Linked DNA regions of Mus musculus: regions 1 and 3 are each linked to region 2. The links are chromatin contacts, called in public HiChIP or PLAC-seq maps. All regions are on one chromosome and are shown on one strand. The core of a region is the stretch at or near the end of the contact, and the rest is flanking DNA. Distances in the headings are between cores, read along the strand shown. Region 1 has its middle 14 kb from the start of Baiap2. Region 2 holds the start of Eif4a3 (eukaryotic translation initiation factor 4A3). Region 3 overlaps Rptor (regulatory associated protein of MTOR, complex 1).

What was found. HiChIP or PLAC-seq counts read pairs in DNA pulled down with a chosen protein or histone mark.
Region 1: an H3K27ac HiChIP or PLAC-seq map of embryonic stem cells shows a contact between it and region 2, with 4 times the contacts expected there. The contact joins the enhancer-like site here to the promoter of Eif4a3 in region 2. A contact is called at or near these places in 5 of 39 promoter capture datasets (the C10 cell line, cranial neural crest, hematopoietic stem and progenitor cells and 2 more), 1 of 15 datasets of contacts at CTCF or cohesin (large pre-B cells), 3 of 484 Hi-C or Micro-C datasets (the G1E-ER4 cell line, cerebral cortex and embryonic stem cells), 18 of 115 datasets of contacts at active chromatin or transcription factors (T-cell acute lymphoblastic leukemia, bone marrow-derived macrophages, craniofacial prominence and 11 more) and 2 of 9 other capture datasets (adipose tissue and liver).
Region 3: an H3K4me3 HiChIP or PLAC-seq map of bone marrow-derived macrophages shows a contact between it and region 2, with 2.8 times the contacts expected there. The contact joins the enhancer-like site here to the promoter of Eif4a3 in region 2. A contact is called at or near these places in 11 of 39 promoter capture datasets (the 3T3-L1 cell line, the HPC-7 cell line, HPC-7-derived erythroid cells and 6 more), 8 of 115 datasets of contacts at active chromatin or transcription factors (bone marrow-derived macrophages, craniofacial prominence, effector CD8 T cells and 5 more) and 3 of 9 other capture datasets (embryonic stem cells, macrophages and pancreatic islet).

Annotation. Positions count from the first base shown.
Region 1 is chr11:119,927,222-119,929,985 of GRCm38.p6, forward strand. No RefSeq gene overlaps it. Among named protein-coding and RNA genes, the nearest start is that of Baiap2, 14 kb to the right of the region's middle. Within about 2 kb of position 1,335, at least 140 of the 459 cell types and tissues checked have an H3K27ac peak or open chromatin away from gene starts, as enhancers often do. A contact at or near this core is called in the G1E-ER4 cell line, T-cell acute lymphoblastic leukemia, adipose tissue and 5 more, where this site is marked.
Region 2 is chr11:119,298,719-119,301,427 of GRCm38.p6, forward strand. Eif4a3 (eukaryotic translation initiation factor 4A3) reads right to left here and starts at 1,325. Exons shown (of 12, transcript NM_138669.1): 1 at 1,110-1,325. The coding sequence starts at 1,278.
Region 3 is chr11:119,862,074-119,864,773 of GRCm38.p6, forward strand. All of the region lies in intron 20 of Rptor (regulatory associated protein of MTOR, complex 1), which reads left to right. Among named protein-coding and RNA genes, the nearest start is that of Rptoros, 29 kb to the left of the region's middle. Within about 2 kb of position 1,433, at least 167 of the 459 cell types and tissues checked have an H3K27ac peak or open chromatin away from gene starts, as enhancers often do. A contact at or near this core is called in bone marrow-derived macrophages, macrophages, microglia and 2 more, where this site is marked.

The DNA of each region.
Region 1 (2,764 bases), core at 85-2,584, 630 kb after region 2:
GTGTGTGTGTGTGGGAGGGATGAGCTGTAAAGGGGGCTGTATGTGTCCCAGGAAAGAATGAGCCTGGAGAGGACCCTACAAGTCCTAGGCCTCCCCTAAGTCACACAAGTGTGGATAGACCCTGAGAGTCAAGCTAGTTAGGGACCCACGAGCCATGGAAGGCAGCAAAACCTGAGATCTGAACTAGCTAGTGAGAGGGTCTGTAAAAACAGAAAAGACCGCTGGGAGGTGGTGGTGCACACCTTTAATCCCAGCACTTGGGAGGCAGAGGCAGGCAGATTTCTGAGTTTGAGGCTAGCCTGGTCTACAGAGTGAGTTCCAGGACAGCCAGGGCTACACAGAGAAACCCTGTCTCGAAAAAAAAAAAAAAAACCAAAAACAAACAAACAAACAAAAGACAGAAAAACCCAACATTCCCAGGCAGCTAATAGGATTGTAACAGACCAAGTGTGCCACTCAAACTGTCCCATTTACAACTCTTTTTTTGTTTTTGTTTTTGTTTTGTTTCTCTGAGTAGCTCTGGCTGTCCTGGAACTCACTCTGTAGACCAGGCTGGCCTAGAACTCAGAAATCCGCCTGCCTCTGCCTCCGAAGTGCTGGGATTAAAGGGGTGCACCACCACGCCCTGCCTCATTTACAACTCTTTAAGTAACTTGTCATACTAAGGACAGAGAGCATGCATGTGATTCCAAAGGAAAAGACAGTCCAGGCTGCAGAGATGGCCCAGGAGACAGGAGCAGCTGCTGCTCTTCCAGACAACCTGAGTTCAGATTCCAGCGCGCACACACACACACACACACACACACACACACAACACACACACACATACACACACACACAACACACACACACACACAACACACACATACACACACACACAACACACACACACACACAACACACACAACACACACACAAAGTTCCTGCATAAAGATGCTGTTAAAGAAAAAAAAATACTGTAGCAGAAAAACAAAATATGAAGAAAAAGACTCAAAATTAGCGAAAGGCATCAGTTTACAAATTTAAAAAATCCAACAAATACAATTTACAAATTGTAAAAATTCAAGGAAAACTGTGAGTCATCACAGTCACTGTGACAGGAACTGAAGCAAACCACCACACGGCAGCCATGCACAGGAAAGATGCCCGCGTGCGCGTGAGAGAGGCTGGGCAACCTCAGGGTTTTCATCAGAAAGAAGACTCAGCAAAACCGAAAGAGAAGCCGCTTCCACTCCAGAGCGCAGAGACCAGAAAAAGACCTCCAAGCCAGGCGAAGGAAAGGGAGGAGCCACCGTGCAACCCCGCCCGAAACATGCGGGGAACAGGCAGTGCAGATCTGCAAGTTCAGGAAACTACAGAAGAGGTAGCTGGGAGAGGAGACACTGTAGCCAGACCGTCTTAGAGAAGCAGAATGAAAACAGCGATGGTTAATGTGGTGGGGAGATAGAGGGGAAATCCTCTTCTGTTTAAACACTGACATATAAATGTGTATGAGAAAGAAAGCTGCGGTAAGCTGCGGTGAGAGTCTCAAGGTGCGACCTCCACGACTCTACAGTTCCTGTGTGTAGGTTGCAATCTTCAGTACGACAATTAAAATACCAAAGCCCCTGCAGATGCTGAGGCAGGAGGATCTCACTTTTTGTTTTGTTTTGTTTTGTTTTTCGAGACAGGGTTTCTCTGTGTAGCCCTGGCTGTCCTGCAACTCACTCTGTAGACCAGGCTGGCCTCGAACTCAGAAATCCACCTGCCTCTGCCTCCCGAGGCGTGCGCCACCGCGCCCGGGGATCTCACATTTCAGATCTGCTTGGTTATATTGAATTCGAGGCCAGTCTGAGCAATCTAGTGAGACCTTGCTTCAAAAGAAAGGATGGAGAGTCTAATGGAAGAATACTTGTGGGCTGTACTCTTCTGAAGGTCCCAGCAACCACATGGTGGCTCACAAACATCCATAATGAGATCTGATGCCCTCTTCCGGTGTGTCTGAAGACAGCTACAGTGTACTTCCATATAATAATAAACCTTTTTTTTTTTTTTTTTTAAAGAAGAATACTTGTGAGAAATCCTGGGGTTGGTTTCTAGCAACAAAGTAACGGCCTATAATTGACAAAGAGGGATGCAGCCAGAAAACCAATACATTAATTAAAATGGAGTATTCGAAGACTTGAAATACAAGGGAGCAGAGAGACAGATTGGGGGCTGGGGAGCACTGAGATCTATGAATTAGTAGACCCCAATCCAGGTTAATAGTTTTTCAAAGATTTAACTTTACTGGTGTGAGTGTACGCCACATGTGTGTGAGAGGGGAGACTGTCATGGCCTGAAGAGGACATAGGACCCTGTAGATCTACCGTCACAGGAGGTTGTGCTCCTGATGTGGGTGCTGGGAACTGAACTCCGACATCTGGATCACAGCAAGTGCTTGTGAGTCCTCTCTCCAACCCCAATAACTTAAAAAAAAAAAGTTAATCTGTGAAAACCACGCATGTGCACACAGCATGTGAGTGTGTGTGTGTGTGTGTGCCTGTGGAAAAACTTACTTTTTTTTTCCGTTTGAAGAAGACTTTGGACTAGAAGAGAAGTTGAACTTGAAAGCAGTGCTTAACAGGCTGAACTGGTAAGATCCTGAAAGATGGTGCTGAGTCGGGTTGTGGTTTAGCTCAAGGGCTTAGAGGGGAAGGATTGTTTTGTTTTGTTTGAGACAGGATCTCTCTGTGTAACCTTGGCTGTCTTGGGACTTGCCATGTAGATCTGGCTGGCTTCTAAC
Region 2 (2,709 bases), core at 75-2,574:
CTCAACACAGGACTTGTAATGCTATTCTTGGCTGCCAACTTGCCTACATCTGGGATTACCGAAAACCCAAGCTGGGTATCATTAAAAATGGGAGGGACCAATCTTCCTGGTCTAGTGAGTTCCAGGGCAGCTAGGGCTAGGTAGAGACCCTACCTCAAAACAACAACAACAACAACAATCCTGGCTTGGTGTGGCACACCTTTAACCCCACCATCTGGGAGGCAGAGGCAGGGAATCTCTGAGTTTGAGGCCAGCCTGGTCTACAAAGAATTCCAGGACGGCCAGGGCTCCAAAGAGAAAGTCTCAAAAAAAAAAAGGAAAAAAGAAAAGGACAGAAACAAAAAGACAAAGCTCATTTGGCCTCCCTTAAATGCTCCTAAACACACACCAGCAGCATGACCGACCATTCACTCAAAAAAAAAAAAAAAAAAAAAAAATCCAGCTCCAACTCAACGACAACATCAGCATCTCTCTTCTACAGTCCGGCCATCACCCCCGCCTCCTCTTCTAACTCCAAATCCAGACACCAAGATAAACTTTCAAACTGTAAGCCCGATCCTGTCAATTTTGCTTAGAGCCCTGCAGTGGCTTCCAGCGGTATTTAGGAATGAATCTCAAAATCTTTACCCAGGCGTTTAAAACATGACAGGGGGTTCTTTTTCTGTTCCTGGCACAGGTCTGGCCATGGCTTCGAGAAGCCAGGGTCACCCTGGTGATTATGAACGCCTCTGGGAGCTCTCTCTCGGCTCTTTTAACTGTCCCCTACCAATCTACCTACTCTACCCAGCTGCTCATTCTCTTGTTTTCCCAATTCCCACCGCCTGAAGCACTTTGGCTTCGTGTTTTTCGCCTCCCTAGAAAGCTTTAAACTCCCTAAGGCGAGAACCCACCAGACTTAGAGCCGCGACTTCCCCATCAAAGCTCGGGGCACCTCGGGGGACACACATGGCGATCCGCTCGCTACACGAGCCACTGAAGAGCCTGGCTGACTGCAGCCCCGGGGGAGCAGGCCGGAGCTCTGGGGCGGAGCCGCTCGTCGCCGCCGGGCCTAACCCCGTCCTACCGGGGCCCGGCCCCCAACCTCCCCCGCCTCGAGGCCCGCGCCCCACCGTAGGCGTAGATGCCGCGCAGCAGGTCCTCTCGCAGGCCCATGGTGTCGAACGTGGGGGTCACGTCCACCTCCTCGCTCGTCTCGAACTCCACTTTGGTCATGTCCTCCTCTTTGAGCAGCCGCTTCCGCGCCGAGCCAGACGTCGCCATCGTGGCGTTAGCCGCCATGATCCGGATTCCGCAGAAAGACAACTGCAAGCCGCGGCGGGAACCGGATGTAAGGCGCGCGCCGCCGGCCCGGTCGGGAGGAAGTGACGCGCCGCAGCGCCGCGGAAGAGCGTCAAGAGGGGCGGAAGGCACGGCGCTCCAGGTCTCGCGATATTCCGCGCTCCGCGGGATTCGGCGAGAGGCTGGGCTTGCCGTCGCTAAGCGCCTGCGGCTCTCCGTACTCTCGGCTCCTTGGATGTCCGCAGCCGGCTCGGGATAGGGATGTGGGTCTCTGGGAGGAGCAAGACGGACGCCAGGGTGTCCCCGAGGGTACGGGGCAAGGGAAGATGGCACCGCCCGATGGGCTCCGCGCTCCTTCGCAGCTGACTGCGTTGCCATGGCAACCGCAGCGCTAAGCGGCGGGAGAATCAAGCTGCTCGCCCGGGGTGGCTGGGGAAATCAGTGGGGACCGAGGGGAGAGCAGGGGCCGCCTAAGCTGCCATCACATCTGAGAATCCTTCAGAGCCGCTGACCCCAGTCACTCTGAAGAATCCTGATTTTCAACGTAGGCTCCACAAGGGCTTTGCTCCTTACTGGGGCACGTCTGTCTGTCTGTTTTGTTTGTTTCTGAGGGTGGATCGAGCCGTACCCCGAGTTCTAGCAAACATTCATTTGCACTTGGCCTCTTTCCTTTTTTCTGCTTTTGAGGAAAGATGACTAAATCGTTAAGAGCCGTTACTCCTCTTCCAGGGAACCTTGTTATGCTCCAGCGCTTAGACCGTGTGACTCACAACAGCCTGTCTTCCCCAGCTCCAAGCGATCCAGTACTTCTGGCCTCTGTGGGGGCCACACTCACACAAACACACACTAACACAAATCTTTTAAAGCTACTATAAGAAACCTCATTTTGTGTAGATATGTTTCGTTATAACCAGATTATCTTTTCATGGAGAAGTTGTGGGTTGCAGTATGTCCGCCCAAAAATAAATAAATAAATAAATAAATAAATAAAACAAGTTATCACCTCCTTCCCTAGAGAGCTCTGCTCTTGCTCTGGTATCAGGATTTGTCCAGACCAGGTAAACGATTGAAGACACAGAGCTGGCCACCCTTCTGGGACTAAACAACTGAGTTCCAAGTTCTCTTGCCTTCTCACTCCACAAGGATTTATTCCTGGTGCTCATGCAGTTTGGCAAGCCTGACTTTAAGGGTGGTTTTGCAATCTCTGCTGTAAAGTACACGTGGATTTTAATGACCTCCTAAGAAAAGAATGGAAAGTCTCCATTTCATACTGCCTGTTGAAATGAGTCTAATTATAGTTTGGGGATACTGTTTAAAATGCAGCTTAATTGCACTGTTTGTTACTTCATCAGATGTAACAACTAAAAAGGGCTTTATTGTGTTCCTATTGGGCCACTCTGCTCACATATCTTTGCCTATTGTGTCTGCGTA
Region 3 (2,700 bases), core at 183-2,682, 560 kb after region 2:
CTATTTTCCTCTTGTTGAGGAGTCAGGAAGCACGGCGAGCCTTTTCATCCCGGCATAGTAGTGACCTGGTGAGGCCCTGAGTGTGCACCAAGGGGCAGAGGCTACACATGTGTCTGCCCTAACTGAGAGAAATCCAGCAGGGACTTGCTGGAGAGAGTTAATGCTAGGAATGTAGCTCAGTGGGGGAGTGCTCACCTATCACACACAGTCCCTGCTGTGGTGACCAAAGCTTAGTGGGTCATACGAGGATGCTGAGGGTCAACTACAAAGACCATGCAGATGTTCCAGGGTCACTGGAGATAGGAGGCCAGAGCAGTGGGTCAGTATAACACCCCCCAAAGGTTCTATACATTAGGCCGACAGCTTAGACTCAGAAGGGAAGGTATAACTAGATTTACTCTGAAGCACCATGACAGGCGCACAAGGAAGAACAAATACAATGGCCACATACACACGCAGCCACCACCACCCACCACCGCCAGCCACTGCCACCACTCCCCCAGCCCTGGGACCTGTGTTTCTAAAGACTGGCAGAAGTCTTGGCCATTTCCAGATCATCAGAGGACCTGACCTCACTCTGCCAGCTCTTCAAGCCCTAGATGAGGACTCGCAGCCTCGTGTCTATACAGTCCTTTCCCAATAAGGCTCTGAGGTTCAGAAACAGCTGCAGAGCTCTGAGAGACTGCACTTCACCACATGCTATTCAGAAAGCTGTGGCCACTGCTCTGAAAATCAATCCTAGAACATCACGGTCTTTTATTACTTCTAGTCTAGACATGAAAATAGATCCTTAGCCCTTCTAGAGCTTAGCAAGTAGCAAGTTGCCGGCCAGGCCCAGTTCCTGCCTCTGCTTTGAGGCAGAACCCAGTGTCCTTACCTCAGTCCCATGGGCCCTGATCCGTGTGTGAGGGTGGCAGGTTGTATTTTGGAGATGTTAAGACAGGGCAGTTGATTTGGCAAGGAGCCAGGGAGAATCACTCCTGGCAAATCAGGGCTGATGTGAAATCAAGAGGTAATTTGTAACCACAGCTTCCCTTTCCACTAAAACAACTGTGCCTCCCATCCCAGTCAGAGGGTGGTAAAGCTTAGAGTTGTGTTCTCTGCTACGGTGTCACACAGAGCTCAACATCCACAGTCAGCCCAGTCATTGAAATAGGCTTTAAACTACACAGTAATATTTACAAGTGTCTCCCTTTCTCCATGTCCTGCACATTGTTAGACTTTTCTGGCAGTGTTCTGTGGGGTTCCTGATTCTAAAGGACTCCCCAGAGTTCTTTATTCTGTATCTGCCACCCCAGCCCATGAGGCCACAGGGGCTTTAGGACTCCACCTGTGACTACCTACTCTGTTCAGTGTCTGCTGAGTTTGGTCAGTAAGCTGAGGGAGGGAGGGAGGGCCTGAGCCCTCATTAGTCACGCACCAGCCCCTCCCCAGTCTGTGACGTCAGTCCGTCCGACATCTGAGTAACACGGTTCACCAGAAGCTTCGAGATAGATCCCTTACAGCTTGGTGCCACGTGGCAACTGAGCTTTGCAGGAAGCAGCGTGTCACTCCCCAGGAGGATGCCTGAGAGTACCAGAGGTAGCTGTGTGAGCACTTGCTGTCGCTTAGAGAGGCGCTGCCAACTCCATCTGAGTGGCCAGTTCCCTGTCTCTCAGGGGAAACTGAAAGCAGAACATGTGGCCCTGTCTCTAGAGTACACTGGAAGCCACCTCCTTCTCCTCTCCTCAGCTGCTGCTTAGCAACTCCATACCTCAGAGCTGGAAATCGGATCTGAGGACATTTCACCCAGAGAGATTCTAAGCTGATTGTACTAGTTTTCTTAGACTTTACTTGTAAATCTAGCCCAGTGTTTGGAACTGTAGAGTTTTAAGTTGAAATGTCAGTCCTCTACTTCTGAGTTGTAGCCACATGAGAGAGCACGGAGTGAGAAGGCTGCTTTCTTTGGATTTTCCTGCCACTGTGCAACCCAAGCTACATTCCTCCACCACATCCAGGCTTATCACAGGCCTAGGTCTCCTGGCACATGTGCCTTCCTACTTACTGCTTCCTGGGCTCACTGGAGGCTTAGAACTACTGACATCGAGTCTTTGCAGTCCTGTGTTGTCGCCTTATAGAGATGCCTGTCTCAGCTGGACACATGGCGTAATGGTTAGGAGCTCTCAGTGCTCTTGCGGGAGATGTGGGTTCCGTTCTCAGCACCTCTGATGCATAACTCCAGGTCCAGGGATCCTCCTTTGACTTCACTCGGTTCTTACATGCACATGGTGCTCATACAGACCTTCACACACACACACCACACATACCACACACACACCATACATACCACACACACACACCACATACACACACACCATTTTTTTAAATTAAATAATTATTTTTTAAATTCCTGTCTTAAGACTTAGCCCCTCAGTGACAGGCAGAAATGCCTTACTCAGCTCAAAAGAGAAGCTCTGTATTCAGGAGCTGAGGTGCAGCCCACTTGACCTCGGCACCCTCTTAGTGAGTGGGTATACATAGCTGCCATGGCTCAGGCTTTGCCCTACACAGCCCAGGATTAATGGAAGGGAAGTTGGATTCACTTCCCATCTATAGATGAGCACGCAAGTCAGCAGTCATTAGAGAGTGGACAAGCAGAGCTCAACAAGTAACAAAGTACATGTAGAGAGGGCAGTGGCCACAGCTGTGCATCCCACATAA